Regions from separate parts of the Gossypium raimondii genome. Here region 2 is linked to region 1. A link is a contact called in public Hi-C data. All regions are on one chromosome and are shown on one strand. Each heading gives the region's core, a stretch centred on a gene start, on an enhancer-like site or on the middle of the called end of the contact. The rest is flanking DNA. Distances are from core to core; before and after follow the strand shown.

Evidence for each region. Hi-C and Micro-C count contacts between places; a contact is called where the count stands out from the background.
Region 2: a contact with region 1 is called in a Hi-C map of leaf, with 1.9 times the contacts expected there. The contact joins the promoter of LOC105785481 here to the enhancer-like site in region 1. A contact is called at or near these places in 2 of 2 Hi-C or Micro-C datasets (both in leaf).

Annotation. Positions count from the first base shown.
Region 1 is chr1:25,389,540-25,393,702 of ASM2569854v1, forward strand. No RefSeq gene overlaps it. Among protein-coding and RNA genes, the nearest start is that of LOC128032702, 8.3 kb to the right of the region's middle. Within about 2 kb of position 1,897, the one cell type or tissue checked has open chromatin away from gene starts, as enhancers often do. A contact at or near this core is called in leaf, where this site is marked.
Region 2 is chr1:25,771,980-25,776,142 of ASM2569854v1, forward strand. LOC105785481 reads right to left here and starts at 1,987. Exons shown (of 1, transcript XM_012611585.2): 1 at 1,088-1,987. The coding sequence starts at 1,987. The coding sequence ends at 1,088.

The DNA of each region.
Region 1 (4,163 bases), core at 647-3,146:
AAAATGCAAACTTATTTTCATAATGTACATAATTAAAACACAAACTTAATTAACATATGAGATGGTTTTATGCATGACTTAATTAAATGCAAAATACATAATGCTAGACACAATTAAAGATGCAGACATACAATGCAAGACATAATTTAAAGATACAAACTTATTAAACTGAAATGAAACTTAATTAAAGCCTTCTTAAACTGTCTCATGATTAACCAAACCCAATGGAGGTCTCATTCAACTCTTGGATCAGCATTTGACTTGGTCTTGGCCAATCAGAACATAATTAAGTTGGGCTTGTTCCCAATGTCCACACATAGGCCCTTTAAACTCTTCTTTGACCCACTTTGTTCGCCCCCCATAGTTGACCTAATTGGTAAACACAAATGATCAATCTTTGTTCTAGCTATCTCAAGAAGATGTGGTTCATGGAAATTCGGCCCAACTTCAAATTGTTTCACCTTGGCAAGAATTGATTCAGCCTTGGTGGGCAGAATCACATCATCTTGTATCATTTACTTATCGATATTAGTCCTCTACTCATGGGTTTTTTCGAAAAGGTTTTTACGTAAAATTTGTATGTTTTTATTTTTATTTTTCTTATTATTTTGAGATCATTCTATTACCATTATTGACGTCTATCATAACAATATGTTTAGGGTTTAATCTTACATATCATTAATATAAAATGTACATTATAATAATGTAATTGTATATAGGGTTAGTAATCTTAAATAATCTACCTTAATTATATAATGTTAATTGTATATATTATAATCTACCATAAAATGAGTTACATGTTTAATGTTTAGGTACATATCATTAATAAAATAATACAAATTATAATATCATAATTGTATAACAATATTATTATACATTCATAATTTACATATATATATATATAACAATTGATATATTATATGTCCTCAAACATGTATGTATACAATTATTTATAATATAACATGTATTGAATATAATTAAGTGATATTAGAAAATAAATTTATATTATAATATTTATTTTAATTATATAAATATTAAATAATTTTTTAAAGTAATTTAACTAATCGAGTTAATAAAATAATAAAAAAGCAGTGAAAAATTTAGGAATTACAATGGTCTCATCTCATTGTTTGCTTAAGTTTACAAATAAAAAATAAAATTTAGAAGAAGCTACATGACATTTAAAAGAAGACGAAATAGTTAATTTCAATTTTATTATTAATTAGTATATTTATTTTATAAAAAAATATTTTTATTATATTTTTATATATTAATTATTAACTTTTGTAAATTATAACTAATGTTTAAGAGCAGTATTAGTAGTTAAAACATGGTTTTATGTATAAGAGGTCTTGGGTGCAAACTTGTTAGAAGGGGTCTATTTGCATCCGCTTTGAATCCGTAAAATTTGAATTGGATAAATCCGAAATTCGAATTGCCATCCCTATTAAAGCTATAAAGCTTTGGGACTTGAGCTTAGCAATAACTTTCACCTTGAGGTGTGAACTTTTTTTATCCAAATTAGTCATTGAATTTGATAAATGTTTCTATATTGGGATATGGACTAGACAATTGCTCTCACATTGGAATTTTAATTTTTTTATTTAAATTAATCCCTAAACTTAAGAATTGTTTTCATATTGAAGTCTGATATTTGACAATTATTCTCCCATGAAAGTCTAAACTTTAAAATTTTGAAGGAAACATTAAAGATTAATTTAGATAAAAAAAAATACATACCCAAAGTGAGAATAATTTCGAATTCCGTATTCCAAAAGGTAATAGAACCATTGAACTCTTGAAAGAAAAGGGGAAGGAAATATAATGGCCTGGAGAGCCCATCCTGGAAAAAAGGGGCTCACTTAGAAAGCACTTGTTAGAGTGTATATGAGCCAGTTATGTTGAGTAAAGTGGGCTGATATTAAAGGCCTAATTGAGGTAGCAAGTTCCAGAATTGGGGTAGATCCTGAATGAATTCATTGAATTGAAAGTTGATGGGATATTTAATGGTTGAAAGCAAGATACTTTGCCCAATAAAAAGAAACTCCCATAACTTTAATTAATTAATGCTTGAATCAAAGCCTTTAAACATTTCTTATGTTTCATGATTAAGCTTTCCAAAGGTGACAACTCACTCCCACAAATCGATAAGACAACTTTTAACTACAATTCAACCCTATAAAACAAAAAACATTGGCATTGGGTTGCCAACCCCTACTCCTCTTTCTTGGGTGTTTTCCGGGCTCCGGCTAAGTAATCAACCCGTGGTCTCTCCCCACATAAAGTGCCCAACCGAAGTGACACTGTCTAAAGTATCTTATTATCATATATATATTTTATAATTTGACATATTATATATAAAAATTTAAACTTATAATGATTAATTGTTTACATAATTCTTCGACTTTCAACCATTTAAAACTTTTGAAAAGTGTAATTGTATTAATTATTTAAACATGTAATATATATATCTACAAACAATTATATTTTTAATTAAACAAATATTTACACTTAAATTTAATTTTGTTTGACTTTTTAAAACATCCTAAAATTTTAGAGGTAAAATTTAGATAAAATCCGTCCACCCCAATATATTGACTAATATGTTTTATAACTATTTTATATTTTTAATTATTATTTTTAGTTTATAAGAATATATAACATATATCTTGATTCTAAAAATATTTATATATTTTTATTATAATTTTTAGCTATTATAAAATTTTATAAATATATATGACTTGATTTTTAAAAACTAATATACTTTTAGAATATTATATAAAATTTCGGTATGAATTAAAGAAACCATTCTAGAGCCGAGTTGAAAACAGTATTAAAATATATTAAATAAAGTTCACACAACATTAATTTAAGTGTATATAAATAAAAATATAGTTCAACTCAGCTGTGATCTTAGTTTTGATTCACCAGGTCAATATTTACTATATAACCAATTGTGATAGTATCTATGTCGCTCACAATCACACTTAAATCCTTGATCTAAATGTCACAAATTGAAATATGTGTTTCTCAGTGTAATTATTGAGCAATCCCATCTATCATGCATGGGGTCGATACCCATCATTCGAAAGGTGCCCCCACATTTGGATCTCGATGAATAGAAATTTCTTATCATAGGCTGCAATATTGAAATGAAGATATGGAGGAGACATAGTCTCATTGAATACACTTGCTTTCCAATAGCCTTATATCTTTAAGTGGACCCTTTTTATAATGATGGTTGCGAAAATTTTGCTCTTACATTTTGCTGCTTTGCATGCCATGATTTGATTATCTCTTTCAAAGCAAACACACATAACCCTACATAGATATATATATATATATGGTGGACTGTAGATATTTGATATTAAAATGTCTTTTTTATTAAGACATGAGATGAGTGAAGGAATAGGAGGGCAAATAAAGAAGAAAGAAGGAAAAAGGAAGGAGGAAGGAAATAGAGAAAATGGTTAATTGTAACTTAACAAGCCTTTTTAATTTATATACACGGTTTGTTTAGGTTAGACATATGGATTGAAAGAGTACTTTATTTGTTTACAGAGGAACTATTCTATTGAGTGCAAAACAATGAAAGTAAACTTAATTATGTCAATCAATTTACATCTAAGCTTTTAGGGGAAAAGTCTTGAAGAGAGAGTGATCATGTTTAGAGTATAGGAGCGAGGTTGCTACTTGGTGAGTGAGTGAGACTTAAAATCACAACTTGTACTAATTGAAGCATAGTAGATTAACTCTCTAAGTAAGGCCTTGCAAACATAGGAAGTTTTCAAACTGTGTGAACAAACCTTTGGTGTCTATCTCTATTTATCTATAGTAGTGACCTAGTCCAATTGCAACTTAACCTATAGATGGATGTATATTTGGAAGGAAAAAAATCAACATTCTCACACTAAAGAACCTTACAACCCTAAAATCAAAATTGTAAACCAGACAAATATATGTTCTGTAACGCCCCAAAATTTTAATTTTGGGTATTGTGAATTTGTGACACAAAATATCTGTCTGCTTTAGTGGTTATGTGTTTTGGTTGTGTTTGGGAGGTCCCAAGTTCAAGCTAGGACTTGGGAAAATTTTGGTATTTATCTTTGGTCGGTAGGCTTTTAAGTAAAAATTGGCAAATAATTAACAGAATGGGCCTGCTG
Region 2 (4,163 bases), core at 737-3,236, 380 kb after region 1:
AGTAAAAAAAATTAGACTCAATACAAAACTGCCCAGCTAGCCCACAAGAGGACTAATTGTTGCGGTACAAGTATTCCCCAATACTTTTTGTTGGCTTTAAGGTGCCATAGTTCGAGTGGGACTCACTTTTTATTGAGTAATTATTATGTTGGGTAAACTACAGGGATAGTCACTCAACTATCAGAAATTTTCATTTTAGGTACTCAAAATAATAATAAAAAGTTGCAATTTAAGCACCCACGTTACATAGTTCAGTCATTTTGGTTACTCCTATTAAAATCACAAACGACAAGTTGACGTGACAGTTAAAAAATCGGTATAATAATAAATTTAGCCCTCAACTTTTATATATTATATCGATTAAGCCATAATTTTAAAAAATTAACCCTCAGAATTTACAAATGGTCTCAATTTTTTGTAGGGGTTAGAACTTCCCATCCATTGTCCCATTACTAAGTAAACATTGAGGGCTAAATTTGTTAATTTTTTTATATTTAGAATCAAATTAATAGACTGTGTAAACATTAGAGGCTAATTTTGTTACTAGACCAATAAAAAAATCCTACATCAATCGAGTTACTAAATATTTAATTTCAAAAGTTTAGGGACAATAAAAAATTAATAGTTGGGTGACGAAAATAGAATGGAAGGCATAGTTGGGTGATCGTTTATAATTTACCCATAAAAATAACTTTTAGTATTTTTCATGTCATAATTTAATAGAAAATTTAACTGAGGGACTAATTTACAGATTTTGAAATGTATAAAGGTTAATTTACCTTTTTTTTTTAAGAGAAGGGCTGAAATGCTATCCATCCGTAAGTATAAGTGATTCCTAGTATATACAACACTTAAATTCCAAATAGCATAGTTTAATTATAAAAGAAAGAGATAGACATTGAAGTAGTTCCATTTACAATTCAATCTCTACAACTCTAAAATTTAATTTCCTCCACTCCCAAGTTAAGCATGTAAATTTCTTATAAACAGAAGATTAACATCTTCTTCGATATTTCAAAATCTAATAACACCCCCAAAAAAAAAATACTTTAGATATATTAATAAAAAAACCAATCTAATTAATAACTTAGTCAAGATTCTTACAAGCACATATCAATAATGAGAATTCACCTCTTTCTTGATGTTCTCCAAATTTGGCGTTTTTTTCTTCTAACCAAAGCCTGCTATCTAATCCACTCCTTGTCCTAAACATGAAAACAGCACACTTTGATGTTCGGTTAAAGAGCCAATCATGCAAATCCCACATCATATCTATCAATAATCCATCCAAAAAGATCACTTGATTCCCTCTGAAATTCCACCTCAATCTCTTCACTTGAAACACCTTCTTTTTATCAATGGTGACACACAATTCAGGGTTTCTCCAAACCTTTTGTTTTTCTTCATATTCTTCATTGCATTTGATTAAAATTTCATGAACCAATCCTTCCTCACAAAATTGAGCCTTGGTTGAAAAAACACTAGTGGTGCCTATGAAAACTTCAGTCCTTGAAACCAATGAAAAATTGGATGTTGCCTTTTCCTCATTGTTGGTATGAATTATATCCCCAAGAGATAGACAAAGTTGGGAGTCAACTAAAACAAAAAGTGAAAACCTGGTGCTTGGTTCGGGTCCATTCATATACTGAGCATTGGAAACATCCCAAAAGACTTCAATCTCTGAATTGCAAGCTTTGAAGGTTTTGCTGCCTTTGTTCTTTGAAAGATGGTGGGAATTGGGATCGAATTTCGATGGGGTTTCGCCAACCGCGATTGTTAGGCCTCGGCCTAGGAGATTGTTGCACCATGTGAGGGCGATGAGGAGGTTTCTTTGAGAGGAGATTTTAGCTTTGTATATACATTTTACAGTGGTTGGAGTTGAAGGGGTAAAGCTGGGGGTGAGACAAGGTTGATTTGATGGCCTTGAACAATAAGAATCCGACACTTTGATAGCATGTTCATTGTAACAAGATGCTATGCTCCTCATTGTAAGAGAAAATCCCAGAAAGAAATTGGAAATTTTAGGCCTTTCCCCCCCTCTTCTATTGGAATAAATGCTGGTGAGACAGAGGCTTAAAGAAAGACGCCTTTTAACTCTTCCTTCCCTCAGCCACAAGAAAAGTGACTCATTGTTTAGTTACTCTTCCTTGTCAATGGCTTTTAAAAGAAACATTTTGCAATAAAAGCAAGTAAACGGGACTTTAAAATTATTCTAATTAAACCTTTGAGCCTTTGGGTGTTTACTGCCAGTTTAGATCTGTCATGAAATATATGTTACACGTGAAATAATTTTTACATGGCATTGACAATTTAGATTTAAAATGTTATAAAATATATAGCACTAAAATTTTAATTTTCTTAAATTTTAATCATACAATTTATTTTTGAATAACTTAATTTTAAGTTTTTCATACAATATATACTCGAATGTTTAAACTTTGATACATGTATTTTAAATATATTCCAAATTGAAATAATATTTAACAATGAATAAGTTGACAAAATAATCTTATTGATATGATAATAGTATTTTGAGAGCTATTTTAAATTTATATCCATTTGTAAATATTTAATACAATTAATCTTTAAAATATTAATTACTCTTAGAAGGATTGTTTATTTGGAAACTTTTTAACGGAATTTTCTCCTTAAAAGAATTGGAAGATGGAAGGTGGAAGAAATTGCTATTCTCTGTGTTATCCCATGTGGACTGTTTTCTTTTTTTAATTAATTGCTAGTGGAAAATGGAATTAAAATGTAAAAAAGAAAACAAAAAAACTGAAATCCATGTCCCTAGGTGAAGCCAGGAGTGTTCATTAAATACGATTCTTCTTTAACCTTATAAATTTTGCTTTCAATGAAAATTAAAGGGCAAACGTCATTTACTTTTTTGTTCTTTAGCTCCATGTGCCTCTTGATTAGAATAATTAAGAATCTAATTAAATTAACATCAATTAAACTTTTGACCTTGATCCCACGATAAAAATATATAACTTTAAATTCTTAATAAATAAACTGAATATAATATACGATAAAAATGATGAGAATAATAATAACCAAGTTGAAGTTGAAGCCGTAAGGTAAAACAAAAGGAATTTGATGAACACATGGGATTGAGGGTTTACTGGGAATGCAATTGGGCCTCAATTGATGATAGTGATATTCTTTTGGTCCTACAAAATTAAAATCTGTCTTCAGATTCACCTACTAACAGCTAAAGAGTAAAGGCAACGATGGGTGAAGTTATCCCATTTACTCCCGCACCTATCAGTTACGGAATATATCTCTACAACTGTTATTAATTTGTTGTTAAATTGCAATATAGCTCCCCATTTAATGATTACATATGCTAACCGTTTTTATCATGGTACTGAATTCTGTTTCGGTACTGTTTGTACCGGTCGGAACGTTTCATTTTGGTAGTAAACTGAAATAAACTTCAAGTTTCGTTCCGGTGTAAAATCCAGTCTATACCGATGTTTACTGGTTGATTTTGTCTATACCGGTGGGTACCAAAAAAATAATTTTAAAATATATCTTAAACCTAAAATTTTTATTATTTATTTTAGATTTTTTGAATTATGGATTGTTGTATGCATAGTATGAGATGATCTTATTGTTTAATTTATTGAATAATTTTGTTCATGTTTATTTTGAGTTTGTTTGATGATGGATTGTATTTGTGGAGCTTATTAAAGAATATTTTATGTAATTTATGTATATTTTATATTTGAGATTTATTTAATCTCATTATTTGATATTTGAAAATATTTGTGTATACATATATCAAATATTTTAAAAAATAATGATAAATCCAAACAATACACCAAAATAAATCGATACCGATATTTATCAATTTTAATAATGTAATCTTTATCGATACAATACTTACTACTGAACAAAAATCAATCGTCCAATCGGGAATCCTTTTCACCAGCTAAGAACAGATTGTATTAAGATGATCTTCAGAAAGTTTGATTGATATCTTTAGTTTATTAAATATTTTACTAATGATGGTAATTGTTGAAATTAACCTTCTCCAATAAAATATAATTTTATTAATCTTAACATATCCTAATGATATTTATTATGAAAATTTTAGTTTATTATTAAATAATTCGTAATTTAATCTCTTTAAATTCTAAATAATATTAATTTATTTT